2 separate regions of the Mus musculus genome follow, and region 2 is linked to region 1. Evidence: chromatin contacts called from public promoter capture Hi-C data. All regions are on one chromosome and are shown on one strand. The core of a region is the stretch at or near the end of the contact, and the rest is flanking DNA. Distances in the headings are between cores, read along the strand shown. Region 1 holds the start of Ptgs1 (prostaglandin-endoperoxide synthase 1). Region 2 holds the start of Olfr347 (olfactory receptor 347).

The links. Promoter capture Hi-C pulls out the DNA fragments that hold promoters and counts their contacts.
Region 2: a contact with region 1 is called in a promoter capture Hi-C map of stem cell-derived epiblast-like cells, with 4 times the contacts expected there. The contact joins the promoter of Olfr347 here to the promoter of Ptgs1 in region 1.

Annotation. Positions count from the first base shown.
Region 1 is chr2:36,227,016-36,233,260 of GRCm38.p6, forward strand. Ptgs1 (prostaglandin-endoperoxide synthase 1) reads left to right here and starts at 3,411. Exons shown (of 11, transcript NM_008969.4): 1 at 3,411-3,554; 2 at 3,653-3,748. The coding sequence starts at 3,548.
Region 2 is chr2:36,732,084-36,738,746 of GRCm38.p6, forward strand. Olfr347 (olfactory receptor 347) reads left to right here and starts at 2,240. Exons shown (of 1, transcript NM_146943.1): 1 at 2,240-3,178. The coding sequence starts at 2,240. The coding sequence ends at 3,178.

The DNA.
Region 1 (6,245 bases), core at 2,161-4,660:
GAAACTGAGGCCCACAAAAGGCAGCTGAAAGCTTAAGGCTGTGGTGAGAGTGGAGAGCAACTAGGGTTTGGGACTGAGATTTGAAGAGATTTGAGGCCGCTGACTACAGAACTTTCCTGTTCTGTGAACCAGCTGCAGAGGTGGGGTGGGTGGGGCTGGGCTCGTGCATGATTCAGGTGAGAGTCAGCTTGGGATTTCCAAATGTTGGGTGGGACCTCCTCAGTAACTTTCAGATGTGGGCTAGGTAGGCAGGAGGACATGTGACTGTTATGTGGCAGGGGGTGGGGCCCTCAGAGAGAAACTCTTGGCACCCACTAGTGGGGGTCCAACAGATCAGGGAAATGGGATCTTGCTATCTTGTCTCAGAATAGCTCAGGCTCTTTGATCTGCTCTGGCTCTGTGTCCAGAGATGCCTGTGGGACTGTTGGGAATGTTGACCAGTGGGTTCAGTGGGAAACTGAGGCAGGCAACGACATTTTTGTGGTTACACCTGCAGACGGATGAACTGGCTGGCACCTTGATGAACTTGGCTCTGGTTCCCTCAGTCACGTGAGTTTTTCCTATGTATTATTATTTAAGCATTTTTATTTTAGACTGTTTTAAATTTATGTTGTATAAGTGTTTTGCTTACACATACAAATATACATAATGCACATACATACACATACACACATATGCACCATAGGTGTGACCAGTTCCCAAAGAGGACAGAAGAGGGTGTCAGCTCCCCTGGGACCAGAGTTAGAGGCAGTTGTGAGCCACCATGTGGGTGCTGGATACCTAGCCCAGCTCTTCTGCAAGAGCAGCTTGGGATTGGGAGCCCTTGGTGTTCTCAACTGCCCAGCCATCTCTGCCAATCCTCCTGGATTATTCACGCCAGCGCTCATCCCACAAAGCGACCAGCCTCTTGGGACATTTTCAGTCCCTGTACTTGGGTTTAAGGAGGACAGAGTCACCAAACAATGACAACTCAGGGGAAGAGAGGGACAACTTCTATTTAGCACCACCTTGAGGGGAGGGAAGGCACAGAACTTCCTGTAGGAGAGAAGAAAAAACGACGTGTCCAATGACCTGGAGCAGAACAGACAATCTCAACTACTGGAGGGTTGGCTGCCCTCTACAAGGTCTACATTCAGGACGTTGGCTCTGGAACACAAGAGCAAGGAAAGGCGGCCCTGGGTTGTGAGCTTTCTAGTAGAACAAGGATGCTCCCCCAACTTGGGTATTCATCTGCATGTTGGATCCTTTCTTTGGATGGACCAAGTGTTAACTCTGTGTTTTCCAGCCACTGCCTGTCCCTGAGCATTGTCCCTAGCAACAACCAGCATCTAAATGTTCTCTACCTCTCTATCCATACTCCAGGTCAACTGGTAAAGAGCTGGCATCTCAGTCACCGTTTCCCTTGTCTACTTCTTCCTTGCTCCACCCCCTTGGTTAGGCTTGGTCCTTGGAGGCCTGTATTAATACCCTAGCTGCTCTCTTGGCCTCTTGCTTCTCCACTGTACCCATCCTTCATCAACTGCACACTCCCATTGCAGCCCTCCTTCACTGCATCTGTCTTCTGATGGCATGAAGGGCTGTAGAGCATGGTTATAGCAAGGGCTCATGCTCTCTACTGGCATGGGTCCTGCCTTTGCTACCCACTTGGTCCTATTATCCTGGTGTTCAAATGGGAAGCAGGCCCTAAGGGCTTGTCTATGGTCAAAGAGAAGAAAGGAGACTTGAACTCAGTTTTCTTGATTCCCAGGCTAAGTCTCCTCCCTCCAGGGTTAGGGCTGAGCTAGTTAGCATTTGTTTTCACTACAGGACAGGTCTGGGAGTGAGCTACAGGTGTGACTCCTTGGGTCCAGGCCCAGAGTGAGGGCAGACCGGGGAGTGGAGGATGAGAATCATGCCAGCTCTTCTTGTATTTCTTGGTCACCAGAAGGTCCCCTGTCCTCTGGGGAACAGAACCTCAGCTTTCCTCCCAGATCTCATTATTTTGCTGACAATCACTTGACCCACAGCCCCTTGCCCAGCTGGCTGGTTACCAGAGGGGTCTTAAATCTGGGGATGTGGAGAAACTGAAGCTGGTCTCAGTATACCAGGGCCCCAGTTCTTCCCCTGGTCTGTCCTGGCTTGCTCAGTTTCCCTAGAGCAGTTGGCTTTTGTCCCTGTAGAGCATGGGAACAGCTCTGGTTTGGAAGCAAAAGGGGCACCCCATCAGGCCCCACCTTTCCTACCTGTTCCTTTCCTGAGCCCAGAGATGCCCGAGAGCCAGCACAAGGATGAATGGGCCCTTCCACCAAGCCATGCCTCTGGGTGCGGGCGTGGGCAGAGGGCGTGCTGGGAAAACTGAGGGAGAGAGCTGGCAAGGAAAAGGACGAGGACACTGTGGCTTTGCTCCTATTCTCTGCTCCTTCTAGGCTCAGTTTCCCCCACTGTACAAAGGAGCCAATGACCCAAAGGCTTAGGTCCTATAAGGCTGGCAAGTGGCCATTCAGCTGGAGGGTGGCATTTGGCTAGCCCTGGAATCTAAGTTAGGGCAACTTTGAAAAAGGTTCTCTGACCACAGAGTAGCCACTGCCACATGGGATCTGTATATTTTTTTCTATGGTGTTTTTTTTAAATGTCTCATTAATTTTATTTTGTGTAAGGATTAAAATATACAAATGTTATAATTTTCTTTTAAAACAACTCCCCTCACCTTTAACTATCAGTAAACAAAATTGCCTTATGCCATACATATTTTTTGATATCTACTTTATATGTATCTTTTAAAAATTTTGTTTTTTAATTTTTTACTTAATTCACTTTACATCCCACTCACTGCCCCCTCCTGGCCACCCCCTCCCACAATCCTTCCCCCACTTCCCCCCTACACTTCTCCTCTGAGTAGGTGGGGGCCCCCTGGGTATCCCTCACTGCCTAGGGTGGTTTTGCATGTCCATTTTATAAATAAATACACCGAGGACCAGCAAGGACTAAAGGTGAGCCAACTGGCAGGCTGTGTATTAGGAATGTAAATTACAGCTCCTCATGTCTGACCTGGCCTCTGCCTGCTCAACGGAGAAGGAAGCTCTTCTGTTGGCGGGCAGGAGTGGCAGTAGCGTGTTTTCCATGCAGGACCTCGTGTGCAGGCTGGACTGGACTGCATGGCTTCTCACCTCCTTGCTCCTCATCCTTCTTCAAGCAAGCTATGGTTCAAACCAGCCTCTTCCACCATTTGTTCTGCCTACAAGCCTTGTCCTCCTTCGTGCCCATCCTCAGAGAGCCTCAGTTTGCTATATCCCAAATGGATGCATTTCTGACACTGTAAAAAGATCTTGCACCTCAAGGATCGTGAGTTACGGTCTGAGCAGTCACCATGCAGTAATTAATAAAACGTCTTGGCTAAGGCTGGAGCAGAGGAAGTTGGCGGTCAGCCTGTCAGAGGTGACAACTGGAGGGAGGAGTGGGGGTGGAGCCGTGAGATGGGTGGGAGGGGACCTGCCAGTGCTGGGGCAGTGCTGGAGTTGCACCCGAGGAGCCAGCCGTTGGCATTGCACATCCATCCACTCCCAGAGTCATGAGTCGTGAGTCCGACCCCAGTGGTGCCCCCACGCGTCCCGGAATTCGGTGGCCTGCAGGCGGAGCCTTGAACGCTAGGCTCAACTCTCTCTTCCTTCTGCAGGAAGGAGTCTCTCGCTCTGGTTTCCCCTGCTGCTGCTCCTGCTGCTGCCGCCGACACCCTCGGTCCTGCTCGCAGATCCTGGGGTGCCCTCACCAGGTAGGTGCCCCCGCCGGATGCCCGTGAAAATTCCAAGTCCTGCGCCGTGGGCTTGGTCCATCTCCCTTCCAGGCGGACTCCCTGATTCCCCTTTCTGCTCGCGGTGCCGGGGAATAGGGTGTTGAGGTTATGGAATGGGGTCCCTGGAGAATGGCTAGGGCCTACCTGGGATCTCTCTGGCACACAGCCCACTGAGATCCCGAGTCGGCAGGGGAAGCAGAGACAGGTTCTTTAACTTCTCACCTGATATGTGGTCCGACTTTCCAAGCAGCCTCTGTACCCCCCCCCCCCCCCCCCCCCAGAACTCGGCGGTTTCCTGTGGGGGCTCCTTGGGGAGGAAGCGGCAGACGCCAAGGGGAAGGCGGGCTGGACACTGAGTTCCTTTTCTTTGGCCTCTAACTTTTGGGGAGTCTATCTTAACGCTCAACCTATCTCCCCAACGGTAGATACAGGGATGGGGGTGGGGGACACCAGCTATCCTGGGAATGGGGAAGTGGGCACATAGTGACCAGGAAATTGAGGTTCAGTAGGTGCGATAACAGCCCCAAGTCACATAATGCATAGTGGGCTCAGGGTTTGAATTCAGGATCAGCCTAATCCAGTCACTCTCAATACCTGCAGTGGTTCAAAGAAGCCAGTTCTGCAATTCTGTCCCGCTTCTCTCCCTCAGGGCAGAACCAGGTTCTAGGAAAGAAAAATAATTTACTCCCCGCCCCCCCCATACTTCCCCTGCCCTCCACCTTTCCTTCCTCTCTTTACAATTTGGATGCCCATCTGTAAAATGGGGCCAAGAAAGGTTGGCAGTGGGGGAAAGGGATACTACAGGACCTTGGAACTCAGAGGACAGAGTGGCCTGAGAATCACAGCAGGCTTCCTGGAGGATGGGGTTTGAGTGAGAAAAAGAGCTGGGGACACCTGTGCTAGAAAGGTGACAGTCTGGGTTTTTGGAAAGGAAGCCATTTGTGATCCAGCACTGCAGTTTACCAAGATTAGCTGTGCGTGCCTTTTCTTTGGTGCTCACAGCAGCCTTGTGGGAGGCAGATGCGTTAAGTCCATTTTGTAGATCAGAACTTTGAGAGGCTCAGGAAGTGGGGCCACTTGTTGGAGACCCCACAGTGAGCTGATGGTAGAGCCAAGGCTGACATGTTGGCCATGCTGACTTTCAGTTTCAGCATGAGTCCAGCTCTCACCTGACCCTCCACCCTTTGAGGATCCGGTGTTCATGCACCTGTCTTCCTTGCTGGGATTCTTTTAGGGAAAGGGTAGAGTTCAGCTTGGAGGGCAAAGCTGTGCCAGGGAATCCACAAATGTTCAAGTTCATCCCTTCCAGACCCTGGGTTTGGCTTGGTGTCCTCCCTTTAGCCTGGGAGTAGGCATGACTTGGTGACCCAAGCTGCGCCTGACTAGAGCCACGGTGTCCCCTTTGCCTATAGTCATATTGCAAGTGCTGTAGTGGAATTTTTCTGTTTTGCATTCCAAGGGCTTTTTCTATTTGAGCCTTTGGCTGGGGCCTGGTGACACAGAGGTCACAGTCTGATGTGGAGTGATGTAGGTGCCCAGAGTGACGCTGGAGTCCACAGTCTGATGGTGGAGATAGGCGCCAGCATGTTGTTAAGTAGGAGAGTGAGGGCTGTGGCGAAGGGTGAGAGAGAAGTATAAAGATGTCAAAGAGGGAGTATTGACCCTGTGTTGGTTAGGGGCTGCAGGCTGCTTTAAAGGATGATGGCTTTTGTCTCTCATTGGGTGGGGGGGATGGCATCCTATTTGAGCTCAAGGCTGTGTGCTGGGGATTTATAGTGTTCAAATGCTTGCCTTCCAGTGTGTGTGTGTGTGTGTGTGTGTGTGTGTGTGTGTGTGTGTGTGTGTGTGTATGTATGTAACAGGTAGCTCTGGCTGTCCTGGAACTCACTATGTAGAATAGGCTAGTCTTTTTTTTTAATTATTATTATATATTTTCTTTATATACATTTCAAATGCTATCCCAAAAGTTCCCTATACCCTCCCTCCGCCCTGCTCCCCTACCCACCCACTCCTGCTTCTTGGCCCTGGCATTCCCCTGTATTGGGGCATATAAAGTTTGCAATACCAAGGGGCCTCTCTTCCCAGTGATGGCCGACTAGGCCATCTTCTGCTACATATGCAGCTAGAGACACGCGCTCTGGGGGTACTGGTTAGTTCATATTGCTGTTCCACCTATAGGGTTGCAGACCCCTTGGGTGCTTTCTCTAGTTTCTCCATTGGGGGCCCTGTGTTCTATCTTACAGATGACTGTGAGCATCCACTTCTGTATTTGCTAGGCACTGGCATAGCCTCCTACGAGACACCTATAACAGGGTCCCTTCAGCAAAATCTTGCTGGCATTGTGCAATAGTGTCTGGGTTTGGTGGCTGACTATGGGATGGATCCCGGGTGGGGTAGTCTCTGGATAGTCCATCCTTTCATCTTAGCTCCAAACTTTGTCTCTGTAACTCCTTACATGGGTATTTTGTTCCCTATT
Region 2 (6,663 bases), core at 990-3,489, 500 kb after region 1:
TTTTCTCTGTGTCTGGTCAGCATGCATTTCATATTGTAAGAATCATACTTTCAAAAACAAGCAGTTCTCTACAGAATGATTTACCTTGCATTGAGAACTTTTAAGATAAAAGGACATTCCATCCCTCAAAATAAAGCAAAACAGTACAAACAAAACAAAAACAAAATTAAAAAAATCCGACAATAGAATATGTTTCTTAAGTTTATCCACTTTTTGTTTGTTTTGTTTTTTATTATTTTATTTATTTACATTTCAAATATTGTCCACCTTCCTATTCACTCCTCCACTAATACTCTATCCTATCCCCATTGCCTCTAAGAAGGTGCTCACCCACAGAGCTCTGACAGGGACAATATTACTCATTTTTGAAATAAAGCAAGAAAATCATCTTCTTTGGTCACATTGAAACTTCAACACACAATTTTTGTTGTGTTTTCTTCCAATTTCTTCCCAAATATCTATGACTTTTACCATTGTGGCCCCTGATGTTCATATGCCAGTTAGTATCCTTAGCTTCTTCAATCTACGTTTACCTGGCAGCCAGCGTGCCATTTCCTATTTTTTGATACATTATTTTTCTTGCATTTTACTTTTCTTGAACAGATGGAAACTTTCCTTCACAGCAAATTATACATTATATCTGCCTGCTGCTCACATATTCTCCAACATTTACATTTCTATTAACAGCAATTACCTTGAGTTTTTTGTCTCTCAAAGCCCCTAGTACTGTTCTTCTAAACACTTGCCTAGAGACCCATTTTTTTTTACAATCATCCCATGTATGTGCTTCCACTAAAGACTTTTCATAGAACACATATCAGGTATTTCATCACCTTCGTCTCTTGTGAGCTGATATTTTCTCAAAACAATGGATGCCTCTTCCTCTAAACTCATTTCTGAATGTATCATATACACTATACAAGATAACATAAGAATATATTGCTTATTGAAATATTCTTCAATTTAGCAATACCAGAAACCATCTACCTGTGGACAGATAGTTAACATTTTCATTGTAATTAAGTAATTATTAACACTGAAATTAGTAAGAAATAAATTATAATTAATTTCTGGCAGTATCACATTAAGTGATATTTTGGGGGACTGAGATTGATGATATAAAGGCATTTTAAAGATGGTCTTGACCAAGTTGGGAAGATTTATAGATTAACCTGGAAAGTATGAAGAGGGAAACATGAGATTGCTGGAAATCAGAGAAAAAATGGCTGTTATACAAGTCTTTCCATAGAATATAACTACTAAGCTCTCTCTGCAGCTAGGATATCAACTCTAACCTTATATTACTTTTTCTATTGCTAGTGATTATTCACTTTCATAGGGAATGATTACAGATAAAAGAATTTAATTTTTATCAACAAAGAAAATGTGTAGGAAATGAATAAAAAGTAACATTCTTTGGCTTAAAACACAGGTTAAAAGTAAAGCAGGTGACATTTGCTTTTGCTAGAAAAAGATGAAGAATTTCCTTAGCTTATCTAAGAAGTGGCAGAAAAGTCAAATATTTCCAGGTGTTCATTGTGCTCAGATGAGATGCTTAGGTTGGAGCTGAAGATGTTAACATGGAATCGGGGATCATTTTATTCAACCTAGGAAGTGTGATGGAAGAGTGAGCTCATTGACTGAGAAACTGTTATTACAAGCAGAACTCAGGACTGCTTGCAAGTTGATATTAGTAAGTTATATTGTTGGCTAAAATTTATGTACTTGATGATTTGAATATTTTGCTTCCACTAAATCACTATCCCAATATTTCAGATACAAAGAAGATCCCAGGGTTACACTACCTTAATTTAATTTCTGGAAAGATATCCTTATGCAAGTGCATTCCAGAAAGGTTAAAATGGATGAACAATCATGGAAATCCTATTTATTTTTTATTTGCTGGTACAAATTTATATGCTAAGTCCTTAATCCAAAATCATCATGGTGAAATCCAGACACCTTGATCAGGAACTGGGTCTAATTTGATAATTGTTCTGAATTTCATAGCTTCCCTCTAAAACAGTCAGTTGTTTTTAAGGTTGGCAAATTGTGTCTCTTTCTAAACCATCATTAGCTCTTTACAGTGAGAAAGATCTTCACTTTTGGATTAAAACACATAAAGTAACATTATTTTTAGTACTGGTGATTAAAAAAAAAAGTTCCTGAAGTGTATTAGTCAAAATCACTTCTCCTTCTTTCCCATTTCTCCTTTCACTCACAGAAGAAGAAGAAAAGCATGACTGAGGGAAATGAGAGCATTGTGTCTGAGTTCATCCTCTTAGGGCTCCCCATTCAGCCAGAGGACCAAGACCTGTATTCTGCCTTGTTCCTGGCCATGTACCTGACAACTGTGCTGGGGAACCTGCTCATCATCCTGCTCATCAGGCTGGACTCTCACCTCCACACCCCCATGTACTTTTTCCTCAGTCACTTGGCTTTCACAGACATCTCTTTCTCATCAGTCACAGCTCCAAAGATGCTCATGAATATGCTGACACATAGTCAGTCCATCTCATATGCTGGGTGTGTTTTCCAGGTGTATTTTTTCTTATTTTTTGCTGATCTTGACAACTTCCTTCTGACCTCCATGGCCTATGACAGGTATGTGGCCATCTGCCACCCTCTACACTATACCACAATGATGAGTCAGAACCTCTGTGTTCTTCTAGTAGTTGTGTCCTGGACCTTATCCACTGCCAATGCCCTTGTGCACACCCTTCTCTTGGCTCGCCTAACTCACTTTAGAGACAATACCATCTCCCACTATTTCTGTGACCTGTCTACCTTGCTGAAGCTGTCCAGCTCAGACACCACCACCAACAAGCTGGTTATACTTCTTTTAGGTAATGTGATCATTACCCTGCCATTTATATGTATACTGGTCTCTTATGGCCTCATAGCTGTCACCATTCTGAAAATTCCTTCTATGAAGGGTATCTGCAAAGCCTTGTCCACATGTGGCTCTCACCTCTGTGTGGTTTCCTTGTACTATGGAGCCATCATTGGACTATATTTTGTTCCCTCATCTAATAACACTAATGTACAGGATGCCATTGTGGCTGTGATGTACAATGTGGTCACACCCATGCTGAATCCCTTTATTTATAGTCTGAGGAATCAGGATATGAAAGGAGCACTGAGAAATATCCTCAGCAGGAGACTGTGTTTACAGTAATGGACATGGTCTTCACTGTTAGCATTCCTACTTCCTAATCCTTTTCTCCATTCATCTTTTGTTCTGTTGGGAAAATTTCATGTGGTTCTCTTTCTTCCACTCAGTTATCCTTGCACAGTTTTGTTCTCTATTTAACTCTTTTGCTTCAGCATCTTGATAGGATTTCCTACAAATATCTACATATTTTTTGTTTTGCTAATATTCTAATTGTTAATTTATTAATCACTACATTTTTTTATTAGACAGGTTTGTAGCTTTTGTACCAAAGATATTTTCCTCTCTGAAGATGAAAAGATATTTTTCTCTTAGATTTACAATTTTAATTTTTACATTTTATCTTATCAGATATCAAATAAAAGATATCATCTTATCCTTTCAGATAAAATAGTCTGGATATTTGGTAGTAACTTAAATAGCATTTATTTGTTTATTTTTATTTTTCATGTATATTTGTTTTGCTCACAAGTATGCCTGTGCATCATGTTTGTGTATACTGCCAGAAAAGATCAGAAGCTGGTATCAGATCCCTTAAATACAGGCTTACAGATATCTGTAAGCTACCTTAGGTGTGCTGGTTAATCAAACCTGGTTTTCCTGGGAGCCAGTCAGTGCTCTTATTAACTAAGCCATCTTTTCTGTCCCTTACATTTAAGTTTTATTTAACACTCAAAATTAGCAGATATTGATGACATGTGTGTTGTTTATATGAATGAAGATAGTACATAATATCCAAATAAAAGAAAGTATAGTAGTTTTTTCAAATATTTACAAGGTCTTAGTATGAAATTCTTTACTCTAGCCTTTGGGGTGTTATGTAGTATTATTTATAATCACTACACAGTGAAAGAAATTTAAACACTTATTTTTCCTATCTAGCCATGATTTGGTACCCAGTGACCAGCCTATGTCCATCTTTCCTTCCAATTTTATCTGGAATCTTATCCATTTTTCTCAAATATTTTATTTGTGGTGATAACCAGGTACTCAGTTCATTGTGGTTTGACAAGTACCTGGCCTTGTTCAATAACTAAAATGAAACTGTTCACTTTAAATGATAAAAACAAGGGTATGGACAAGTCCCATGTGGAGCGTGAAGTTCCAGAGCATCAACTGAGATAGCACACCTAATGTCAGGACTTTGGCATTAGGCTCCAGGGGGCGCTGTGGTTATGTGCAATTTTTGCATGCCAAGAAGAAAGCTCTACTTTTCTGAGTTGATGATGAAGGATAGCTAGTAGATATCAGGAAGTGTGATGATCTTCAATTGAGTTCAAGCAGACCTGTAGAGCACTTTAATCGAAATATATTTTATTATAAAAAGAAGAAAGAAATCTCCTTGTTTAGCAACAAATATATCATATCCCCTTGAATGCATTTTGCTTTGTTCCCTGAGAATAATTTTCTGCCCAAGCAGAGGGACTTAATTCAGTTGATAGTAAGTGACAATTCAACAGATATCTCTGTAAAGTAGCACAGGAGTGTTGCATGGCTAGTTAAATGCTGTTTAACAAGCACTTAATGGCACTTAAGCTACTGTGGGAATATGCATGTGTGCAATTGTGTTAAATTGTGCTAATTATTATTTTTAAAACAAACAATAATTTATACACCTATTGGGCATTTTATTCGGTTATTACACAGCTTTAGAAATAATATACAAACAGGTAAGTGATGTAAGCTATACAAAATGTAGATATTTATGCTTTATTGTCAATTAATGTGTTTGCATCCATATACCTATAACAGTTTAATAACAATATTTAACAAAATACACATTAATTCCTAGACTTGTATAGTAGAAAACTGACAGTGTTTTGATGTTCTTTTGATCTCTCCTCAGTTGGATCATATTATCTCTTGAAGCTAACCAGTTTTTAAAAATATTTTCAATATTTTTCTTAAATATTTAACAGTTCTGCACAGATTACTTAAATTTACCATGTCTAGAGTCTTGTTTTGTTTTAAAAAGAGAAATGTCTCTATTTATTTTTCTTACATTTTCCTTTTTGTGTACCATTGTTTCTGAAAAACTACTCTCTTGAGTTTTAACTTGGTTGGAATGATAATCTTATCCTTCCATTAAATATGTAGTGGTTTGAGTGATAATGGCCCTTTATAGGTTCATATATTTGAATCTTTGGTCCCTAGTTGGTGGACCTCTTTAGAAAGGAATAGTTGATGTCGACTTATTGAAGGATATCTGTCACTAGGGTTGAGTTTTTAGATTTAAAAAGCCCACATGATTCCAAGTGTTGATCTTTATCTCTTCCCTGTGAATCAGATACATAAGCTCTTAGCTTCTCCAGTTACCATATCTTTCTGCCTCCCTGATATATAGCATAATGCCCATGGAGTATAAATGCCTTAAACTGTAAACGCAAATAAAATCTTTCTTTTGTAAGTTGCCTTGGTCATGGTGTTTTTATCATAGCAATAGAAAAGTAACTAGGAAGACAATCTTCCTGAGCAGCCACCTAGCCCAGGCATACCTCCATTCTTCTTCTACCTCTCTACCCACATAATCAGATGTACAGTTCTTGAACCACACAGACATGCATAATCAGAATCATATTGCCCAAGGCTACACATCAGAGGATGCACTAGGACCATAGAGAATAACCCTGCTCCTAATACCTACTACAACAAGAACATTCAGTAAACAAAGCAATCCGGATGGCTAAAGGCCCTTCAAAGGACACAATCAACAAAATCCAGGGCAATATGTAACCTTCAGAGCACAGAGCTATGACAGCAAGCCCTTGATATCCTAATAAAACTAAAATACAAGACTGGACATTAAACCAAGTCTTATAAAATCTACAGGTCTTTAAAAAGGAAATGAGTAAATCATTTAAAGAAATAAAGGAAAATGCAATCAATCAGGTAAAGGTCTTAAAAGAGAACACAAATGAATCGCTTAAAGATATAGAGCAAAATATATTAAACTGCTGAAGGAAATAAATTAAACTGCCTAAGACCTGAAAATTGAAATGGAAACAATAAAAAAAATTAAGGATAACTCAGGGAATCCTGGAGATAGAAAACTTAGGAAATTGAATAGAAACAAGAGATTAAAGCATCACCAACAGAATATGTAAGAAAGAAAAGAAAAATCTCAGGTGTAGAAGATACAATGGAAGAAACTGATATATGAGTCAAAGAAAATGTTATATTTTAAAAGTTCATGACACAAAATGTCCAGAACATCTGATACCATGAAAAGACCTAGCCTAAAAATAATAGGAATAGAAAAAGTTGAAGAAACCCAGCTCCAAGGTATAGAAAATATTTTCAACAACATCATAAAAGAAAACTTTCTCAACCTAAAGAAGGAAGTGCCTTACAGAACACCAATTTGACTGGACCAGAAATGAAAATGCTCTTGACATATAATAATAAAAACATGATGGTCAGCTCCAGATCCTGGTCCCCTTGGGCACGAACTCTGCAGATAGTTTCACAGTCCACAGAGGACTCTCCACGAG